Regions from separate parts of the Arachis hypogaea genome. Here region 1 is linked to region 2. Evidence: chromatin contacts called from public Hi-C data. All regions are on one chromosome and are shown on one strand. The core of a region is the stretch at or near the end of the contact, and the rest is flanking DNA. Distances in the headings are between cores, read along the strand shown. Region 1 has its middle 6.5 kb from the start of LOC112762930. Region 2 holds the start of LOC112705320 (endo-1,3;1,4-beta-D-glucanase).

Region 1 (4,950 bases), core at 153-2,652, 63 kb before region 2:
ATTTCTTATCTTTCACTCACTAACCCCCTCAATGATTTTGTTGAATCCTCTCCCATTGGACATGAATTAAAGGTCAAAAAGAATATGCACAACCTCCCCCTACCCTTGGCAAGCAATGTGGAAGAACTTGAAATGGAAGAAATGGAGCAAGTAACAAGTCCATCAATTGATGATGATTCCGCATCAACATATGATCCTCTTGAGTTTGAAAAGTCTTCTCCCATTGAATTTGAGGTTGATGTTGAGATAGATTTTACTCAACCTCCAACATATGATTTGAGTGATGGGGAAGAATAAGAAGAATTTGGTGAGGAAGAGGTTGAAGTGAAAGAAGCTTGTCACGAGGTGAAATTAGCAAGGAGGAGTCAAAGGGAGTGAAGATCACGTTGCCAAAGTTGTTGGAAACACCTCTCCCCAAGCCATCACCATCCGTTCTTTCATTCAAGTGGGTAAATCTCTTATCCCTAAGCTTTACTTTTCCTCTTGAATATGGTTTGCTTAAAATGGATGGTCAATTTAGAGCCCTTGTGGAGTAAAGAGTAAGAGAGAGTTGTGTAATGGTTGGAAATACAATCCTAGGTTCATTTTGGTTGAATCATCAAGGTTGAAATTCAAAGGTTGGCATAGTGCTACATTGAATGGGTCTAGGGAGAGAATTTAGTACCTAAATGAGAATTCACAAGTCTTGTCACCCAAATTGAACTACGATAATCAACAAGAAGACGGGTGCAAACACAAGGTTTGGGACCCCGGAATAATTTGGGATCCCGGTGGACATTGGATATGCAAGCATTGGTGAGGATTCAAGGAAGAGTTCAAATATAAGCCACCATGACAAGGACCCCATCAATTGTCCAACTTAAGGACTTAAAATAAAAGTGCTAGGTGGGAGACACCCCACCATGGTAACCTCTTTCCATTCTCTTGTATCTATAGTTGATGAATGAATTGAGTTGCCATTGTTAGGTAATTTCTTGCCTTTTATATCACTTTTCGATATATTGCTTTGGTTGCTAGTTTGTTTGTTAGATTTATGCTTTGAGTTAGGTTAGTTATTTTGAAATTTACCCATGTTTGAATGGATAAGGATTTTGTTAATTTAAAAAAAAAACTTGTCACGCATACGCCTGCACCATGCGTACGCGTGACCCCCGAAAATTCACATGCGAGAATGGTGCGTGAACGACGCTACTGCATGGCCTGCACAGTGAGTTGTGCTTGGGCCATGCGGGAAGGGTGCTATGAGCATGGGCATTTGTCACACGTATGCGTGACCGACGGGTACGCATCGCCCTGTTTTCCTGGATTGTGAATTTTTGGTGTTGTGTTGGTGCGAACGCATGGTCTGGATAGTGAGTTGTGCTGGGACCATGCGGGTGTTGTGCGAGTAGCACGATAGCCCTCACGCATACGCGTCACCTTTCTTTTATTGCCTCTCACGCATATGCGTGACCGACGCGTACACGTCATCGTCCGAATTCAATTGAAGGGCGCGCTTCCCTGTTCTTTCACCGTGTTTCTTTTTTCTTTCTTACTTCTTCTTCTTTCTTTCATCCTTCCTTCTTCATTTCTTCAATTTCCACCCTTTCTTTTCTTCTCTTTCTTTCTCTTTTTCTCACCTTTCTCATCCATTCTCACTTGCACTTCTCCATTTCTTCTTCTCCCTCTTTTTAAAATTTTATTTCTCAACTTCTCCTGCTTTCTAATTTTCTTTTACTTGTGGTACTTGATGACATTTGTTCTTGTTGATTGCAATTTAGTTTTGCTATATGTAGTTAGTTCTTCATCCTTCTTTTCTAGACTTGTTATTTTTTTATTGGTGTTGGATTTTCACATTCAAATTTTGTGAATTCAATAGATTGTTTTGGTGCCTTTTACTTTGTTTTGTCTTGTTTGGTGATGCTATAATTGTTGCTTTTCATTTTGAGAGTGCTACATACTTGATTTTATCAATTTGCTTGTTGATTCATACTATGCACACTAAGTGTTTGTGAAAAAGAACCAATGAGTATTTCCTTTAATTTTTGTTTTATGCTTCTAACTCTTTGCTTCTTTTTCATAAGACTTACATTCCTTGTACATTTCTCCAATTTTATTCTCTTTTTCATGATTAATTCTTATTGTTCATGGATTTCTATTCTTGTGACATCATGCATGAATTAGTGATTTAACTCCATATTATTCTTTTTGTGCTTCATTACTTTGGAGTTCTTCTGAGTTAATACTTCTCTTATGTCTTCCCTATTTTTGCATGAGTTCATCTTTATCGATTTTGATGCTTGAGTTTCTCTTTCCTTGGCCTATACTTATGTGCTTTCTTGACTCATGCATCGAGTGCTGGTGATATGCCTCAATGTTTTAGTTGATTTCTCACTTACATGTTGTAACTACCATGTACTTGAGACACCTTATTCTTATTTGGCATTCTTTCTCACTTGCACTTTATTAGTTTCATATCTTTCTCTCTTATCTTAATGTTTCTCCCTTCTCCTCCATTTTAGGAATCTCACTAAGAGAGACCAGGAGCAAGCTCCTAGGAAGGTAGCCAACCGGAAATTTCAACATCATCAACATCACCATAAGCACCTCAGCCATCTACCCACCTTTGGGGGAGACCGCTACTCCGAAGTCCACTTTGGATTTTGGCAAAGAACGCAATCGAGAGATGGACATGGAGGCGCCCCTGTCACATCATCCTTAGGCCATTGAAAGCGGCGTTCCCCCTACCATTTGCTCCTCTTTAAATGCACCGAGAACGGTGCAGTCTTTAAGCGTAGGAAGGTTGGTGACTGACTTCCGTGGGTAACAACTCCTCTTTCCAACACCTATGTCTTAATCTTCTTTGTTAGTTAGTATAATTTGCTTTCTGTAGTAAGTTGTTACATGATGGATTACATGATAGTTAGAGTTTGTACATATTCTACTCATCTTTGTGCTAGGACTACTTGGTTGAAGTAATGACTACTTTTCCGAGAAACGGTTTTAGAGCATTCCATTAATTTGATCAAAACTTTTGTTGAACTTGCTTGAAGAAATTAATTTTGGAACATGGTTTTAGAGTTAGAACACACAAGCCTTGTGAGATTTTGAGCCTATTTGACTGGTTGCATCTTATCAACCAATATTTTGTTTTGGTGTGTTATTCTCTCTAAGATTGTGATTTTTGTCTAATATGGAGAAAAGATATTCAGTGGGTAGTTAGGTTTTGTATTTTGATTACATGGATTGTCTTAGGTTAGATGGGAAGTTTAGGTTGATCAAGGATTCAGATTTTAGTCCACTTGACCAAATACAATCCTACCTTGGCCATAACCCATTACAACCCTTGAAAAGACCTCTTGATATATGTATCCATGCATTGAACATATGTTGATTGGTAGAAGAAGAGCAAGCCTTAGAAAGCAAGATTAGTGGAGAATCGACCCTCAAACACTAGAGAGATTATAGTGCAAACACCTCTGGTGAGGGTTCGATGCTTAATCCTTTGTTCCCGGCTTTCACGAGATTTCTTATTGCAAGTCTATTTATACTTTATTTTGAGATTTGAATTAGTGGAATTCATGAATCATCATACTATCTTAGCCCTATGTGTTTATATATGTTCTTGGAGATTGATTTATTTTTAACCAAGTGAGTAGACGCATTTTGCATTTAGTTGCATTCATGTAGATAGATTGCATTAAATAAATGTTCATACCCCATTTCTCGTCTTGCTTTATACTTAGCATGAGGACATGCTAATATTTAAGTGCGGGGAGAGAATAGTTATATACATACATACATACATACATACATATATATATATATATATATATATATATATATATATATATATATATATATATATATATATATATATATATATATATATATATAATCCATAACCCAAAATACGTAAAAGCAACCCTAGTTCTCCAAAAACCTCTATGAGGTGCAAAAGTAAAACATATATACATAGGGAAAATCTATATATATATATATATATATATATATATATATATATATATATATATATAACAAAACAAAAATGGAAGAAAAGCATGCAAAGTGGAAAATTCATGAAGAAATGAGGATTTGTAGAATTCATGGCGACGCGTACGTGTGGCTCACGCGTACACATGATGAGAAAATCTGCCAGGCCATGAGTACGCGTGACCCATGCGTACGCATGACAAGCAGCACATGACCTCATTAAAGACAATATGCTGAGGGCAATTTCTGAGCCCATCTTAGCCCAATCCAACTCATTTTTAATGCTGTTGAACCCAAGGATTGTAGGGGAATGAACGAAGGAAAAAAAGTAGTCATAGAATATAGTTTTTACCATGTTTTAAAATAGGTTTCTAGGGAGAGAAGCTCTCTCTTCTCTCTAGAATTTAGGCTAGGTTAGCTTAAATTTTCTTAGATCCAAGTTTTAATTCTTGTTTTTAGTTCAACTCCCTTTATATTTTGTTGTTCTATGGTCTTAATATTCTTAGTTTCTCTTGTTAATTTCTTTATGTTGTCATTTTTACTTTCATGAACCCTTGTTGGATTTTGATTTTCTCCAATGAAATGTTATGTTTTATCCTTTCTTGTGGTCTAATTTAGTTGTTATTGTTGTTTTCTTACATTCGGTAGTTGTAGATTTTACTAATTCATGCAATTTACCAGGCATTATGTTTATGCACACTAGGTGTTTGATAAAATGCATGAATTGATTTTAGAGTAGCTTTTATGTTCTTGGCTTGGGATCGTAACTTGGGTGACTTTGAGTTACTCATGTCAAAATGATTGATAATTTGTTTTCATTGACACTAGTTTTCACTAAATTAATTAGTGAGTGACTAGGACTTATGGACTAGGATCAATTAAGCTCACCTGACTTTCCTCAAATTTTGGAGATTACTGATGAATCCAAATTTGACAATAAATTTTGGATTGATTTGAGTGGATTTCATCATATAAATC
Region 2 (4,927 bases), core at 1,088-3,587:
GTCTCTTGAATCTTGCATTCTGTTGTTGCAGTCTCTTGAATCTTGCATTCTCTTCTAGCAGGTAATCGACTTTAACCAACATACTACACTATAGAATCTCTACAGAAATTTTAAGGACCAAATTATCATAAATTCATCATAATGTTACTCAAATAATTAAAAAAGGGAGAATTATCATCATACTGCAAAAGGAGGGAGACTCCACATACAAAAGAACTAAGAAAAGTGAAAATTAAAAAATATCTTAAGTTAAAAAAAACAAATAAATAAATTAAATAAATTTTTTATCCGACATATAAAGCTAAAACATTGAAAACAAATTATTAATCAAAATAAAAAATAATTAAAAAAAAGTGATATAATCCATAGCAAAATTTTAAACTCAGGTCAAACTACCAAATACTTTGATCATTTTGAAATATTTAACTTCAAACTTACATGAGGAAAGAATGTTGTCCCGAGAATCCAAATGTAAATGTATAGTGCCTTGCATGTCTTCCACTTGAATCTTCCATGTCTCCTTCACTATCTAAAGTTCTGAACACACTAACAAAGAAACAAAATTGCAAACAGCTGGTGAGCAAAATGCAAGAAGGAATAAGCTGCCAACTTTAAAGGTATCCAACATCATAAAAATAAGAATTGAAACCGAATTTATAAAAATTAGAGATAAATGAAAAATGGATATTGATAAAATGAGTGTACCATTGCTTGAGTTTGAGAGCAGCATGAACAATGTCCTTACCTCATCATCATTATGAACCTGAAATATCTTTGAAATTATTATTTTAAAAAATTTGGCAAACAAAAATACAAAATTAAGTTAGGACAGTTTTTCAAAAGGGTATTTAACCAATTCTCTTTATGCAAATATTTCATATACTTTTGGAGGAATTTTCACTTATAACAGAAAGCACAGTCCCTTTCTTCTTCCCTCTCTCATCATTAACTTACTCACAATTTTTTCTTGTCAGTCCTTAACTCTTATTCTCCCATTTCGTAAAATAAGCTGAAAGATTTATAAAAAGAATCCCCTTCAACAATAAAAGTGAATTTGTCTTGGTAATTGTGAATTTGTGATAATGGAATGTATCACAAAAACAATACAAAACGTATGAAATTCAAGTATGAAAAGTAATAATCATCTCAACGAAACCAATTAGAAATTGAACTTAAGTTTAAAATAGTCTTGGCAAAATTTAATTTGGCGTTTATCAAAACACTAAAAGGGAAGATAAAAAAAATAGTGAGAACATACAAAAAAGAAAAAGAGGCAGAAAGTTTAATAAAAGAATCACAGAAACAGAAAAATAGCAAATCAACGTTGTGTTTCAAATTCTATAGGAGTTAGTCATTTTAAATGATTTTGTCCTATTTCATTGTTTGAATAGAGCTAGTCATTTTAAATGATTTTTTTCCATTTCATTGTTTGAATTTGAACAACAATATTTCACTCAAGTTCAATAATTTCATTTATTTCCTTATCCATTAAAGCAAACAAATCCTAGTCTAATATTACATTATGAACAATTCAATTCATCTTATAAAACCTGCAAATAATAATAATAATAAATAAATAAAGGGTAAAGTACTAAATTGGTCTCTTAAGTTTGGGCGTAATTCTGTTTTGATCCTTAAGATTTAAAGTGTTTTATTTGAATCCAAAAAAATTTCATTTAACATCAATTTAGTCCCACAGTGAGGTTAAAATTAAATAATTAATAAAATATCCTACATAACAACAGTTCAAGAACAAAATCAATAATCTGAAGAACAAGTACAAGTTCCAGAAGCATAAAAATCAACCATTAATACATCAATACATTTATTTATTATTTTTTTATAATATAAATAAAATATTTTTTATAAAACTAAAGAAAATATTTTTCCATAAAATGCATTTGAACTCGAAAGAGTGATTTGGGGATTGCTGAAACCACTTTTGTCTTCGATTCAGTAGATAAAAAAAGACCTTACGACAGTTTAAAATATTACAGAAGAGAGTTCCAGAAATAAGTAGTTCCCTCAGCTTCAAATGGGTTAAAACTTAAAAAAAAGATATAAAAAAGGCACAAATTGTAAATAACAATAGATATGTAGGACATAATTATAATTACATAAGAAACACGAATCTCTTGTTAGTTATCTTTATAATTATAAATTGATTGATTTTAAACAACTTAAATATATTTAATAATACACAAATTTTTTTTTTTCAGTTTAATCTTTTGTTTTTAACAAGTGTGTTACGTTGGATGTAAGTGCTAACGCAACCACGTGTATTCTTTTTGTCTTTTTCATTCACAAACTCACCCAGTTACACCTTCCACCTTTTCGGTTCAAACTAGACAGATCCTACCTCCTCCCTTTTATTTTTATTTTTATAAAGGTCTCTCTTAAGCTGCTAAACATTTACGAGAATTTAAAAAATAAACAAGTATATTCCATTTTATTCTATCTCTGTTTTTAGGTAATCAGTAAAAAATTTTGTAAGCACCAAAAATTTCACCTTCTATAAATAAGTAGATATTAGAATTCAGAACCAGAAAACCCCCTCCAAAAACAATGGCAGGTGCAGAGTGCTGCTCAAACCCTCCTACCCTGAACCCAAATGCAGGAATAGGCCATGTTGAAAAGTTTGCTGGTCTTGATTCCTATCTCACCGGCTCTTCTCACTCCAACCTCGCCGTTCTTCTCATCTCCGATGTTTTTGGTTCGTGCTTCCTACCATCACATCCTTTCACTTTCCATCTTTTGCTCTTCTTTTGTTGATCTGAACCTTTTGACTTTGGTTGTCATCTATGCCTTTTTGAGTGCGTTGACTTTTTGGGTGTGGTTGGATTTCATCATATGCTTGTCTTTAAATCATTATGAATATGTGTAACTAATTAGTTTAAAATTTGTGGAATTTAGTTTAAAAATCAGTTTCTTTAAGGGTTTGACTATGCAGGATTGCCCAAGTCACTCATTAGTTCTTTATAAACTTTTCGATTTGAAAGTTCTGAAGAAATATTTCGGTCTGAGGTTTCTCATTGTGACATTGAGTTCACAGCATAATACGTTAATAAACCTTTCTGTCTTTCAGGCTATGTAGCATAAATTTATTGCAGGTGTTAAACATTTTATGTATAAATTCTACACTCACTTCACATGTTTCATTTCTCTTTCAGGGTATGAAGCACCAAATCTAAGGTATGGCCACTTCTCATGTTTGTTTTATGAAACTAATTTACTAACTTTTAATAGAATGATTCAAGAAATTAAATTATTGTTTATGGATTTGCTTTGACAAATTCAAAGTAATATACCATGTAGATCATAAGGAAGGATACTATGTTGATTGATATTCACACTACTTGTCCTTTTAAAACAAAAATGGACATATTAGCATAATAGTATAGATTCATGGTTTGTGAAAGATATGCTGTACATGTTATGTTAGATTGTAATATTCTTCATACATTATATACTCAATTGGTTTTTGGTACAGTGGTAGTGGTTGTTTATCCTTTCACTTAAAATTTCTGAAGGTTTTGATAAATTATACCACCAATAGAAGCAGGAGGCTAATCTGATTCAATCTGCTCTCATTGTCAATTATCTCTGTTTCCATCTCAATGTGTTCCTGTCCTAAATAACATTGTTCATCTTTTGTTGTTTAGGAAGCTTGCAGACAAGATTGCGGCTTCTGGTTACTATGTGGTTGTTCCGGACTTCTTTTATGGTGAACCCTATGATCCTCAGAATCCTAACAGACCTATAGGAGAGTGGTTAAAAGATCATGGAACGGTTAGTTCTTTTTAATGATTTAACATTATTTCTTTGTTCATAACTTTCTTTATTGAAGAAAAGTGTGTATTATTGGTATCATCATTTAATTCAAATTTGAACTTAGATAACTCTGATTTTGGAGGATATGTGACTGAGTATTACACTATTACTTAGTTACTTAATCTTATTATAACTTGAAATTGGCTTGCCATAGTACCACTGTTATGGCTGGTTTATAATCTTAATGCTAAGTATCTCAGATCGGCTATATATACCCAAGTTGTGACACCTTTGATGCTTAGCTATTCTATTATTTATTAGGATAAAGGTTTTGAAGATGCAAAACCCGTTGTTGAAGCCTTAAAAAGTAAAGGTATCTCTGCTATTGGTGCAGTTGGTTTTTGTTGGGGTGGTGAGTGCCTCTTATTATGATCCTTATTGGTGGTTGGATTTAAAGCTATCAACACAGCTAAGTTAACACTGAACTCACACTATATGTTCTCTTCTTTCTCTCAGCTAAGGTTGTGGTTGAACTTGCAAAACCTAAACTTATCCAAGTTGCTGTGCTGTTACATCCAACATTTGTCACTGTTGAAGATATCAGTGGTATGTATTTCCAATATTGTAATGGCAGACAGATTCTTCTCAATTCTAACTCTTTCACTTAATCATTGGCCTTGATACCTTTTCAGCTGTTGATATTCCAATTGGCATTCTTGGAGCTGAAATAGATCAAGTTTCCCCTCCAGAACTTATAAAGAAGTTTGAAGAAGTCCTGAAGGCTAAACCTCGGGTCAGATATATTTCCTTTCCTTCAATTTGTTGTCAACCGGTGAGACATGTGATGATTGATGAAACTGATTTTATTGGTTTGGTGCAGGTTGACAGTTATGTTAAGGTAGTTCCAAAGGTGGCACATGGTTGGACTGTGAGGTATGACCCTCAAGATTCAAAAGCAGTGAAGGATGCTGAGGAGGCTCATCACTTTGTTTTGGACTGGTTTCCTAAACATCTCAAGTGAGAAATTGTGTCAAGAATATATCACTTATGTTTCATTGCTTGTTGGACATGAATATTACGTTCATCTATCGTTATTAAACTTATGATATGATGCTGCTCTCCGTGGTTTAAGATATCAAGGCATATATATGTTTTG

Evidence for each region. Hi-C and Micro-C count contacts between places; a contact is called where the count stands out from the background.
Region 1: a contact with region 2 is called in a Hi-C map of leaf, with 2.2 times the contacts expected there. The contact joins the enhancer-like site here to the promoter of LOC112705320 in region 2. A contact is called at or near these places in 3 of 8 Hi-C or Micro-C datasets (all in leaf).

What each region holds. Positions count from the first base shown.
Region 1 is chr1:102,968,448-102,973,397 of arahy.Tifrunner.gnm2.J5K5, reverse strand. No RefSeq gene overlaps it. Among protein-coding and RNA genes, the nearest start is that of LOC112762930, 6.5 kb to the right of the region's middle. Within about 2 kb of position 1,402, at least 1 of the 3 cell types and tissues checked has open chromatin away from gene starts, as enhancers often do.
Region 2 is chr1:102,906,827-102,911,753 of arahy.Tifrunner.gnm2.J5K5, reverse strand. It overlaps LOC112705320 (endo-1,3;1,4-beta-D-glucanase), which reads left to right and starts at 2,337. Exons shown (of 7, transcript XM_025756157.2): 1 at 2,337-2,713; 2 at 3,171-3,192; 3 at 3,663-3,789; 4 at 4,093-4,183; 5 at 4,288-4,377; 6 at 4,464-4,564; 7 at 4,652-4,927. The coding sequence starts at 2,566. The coding sequence ends at 4,792.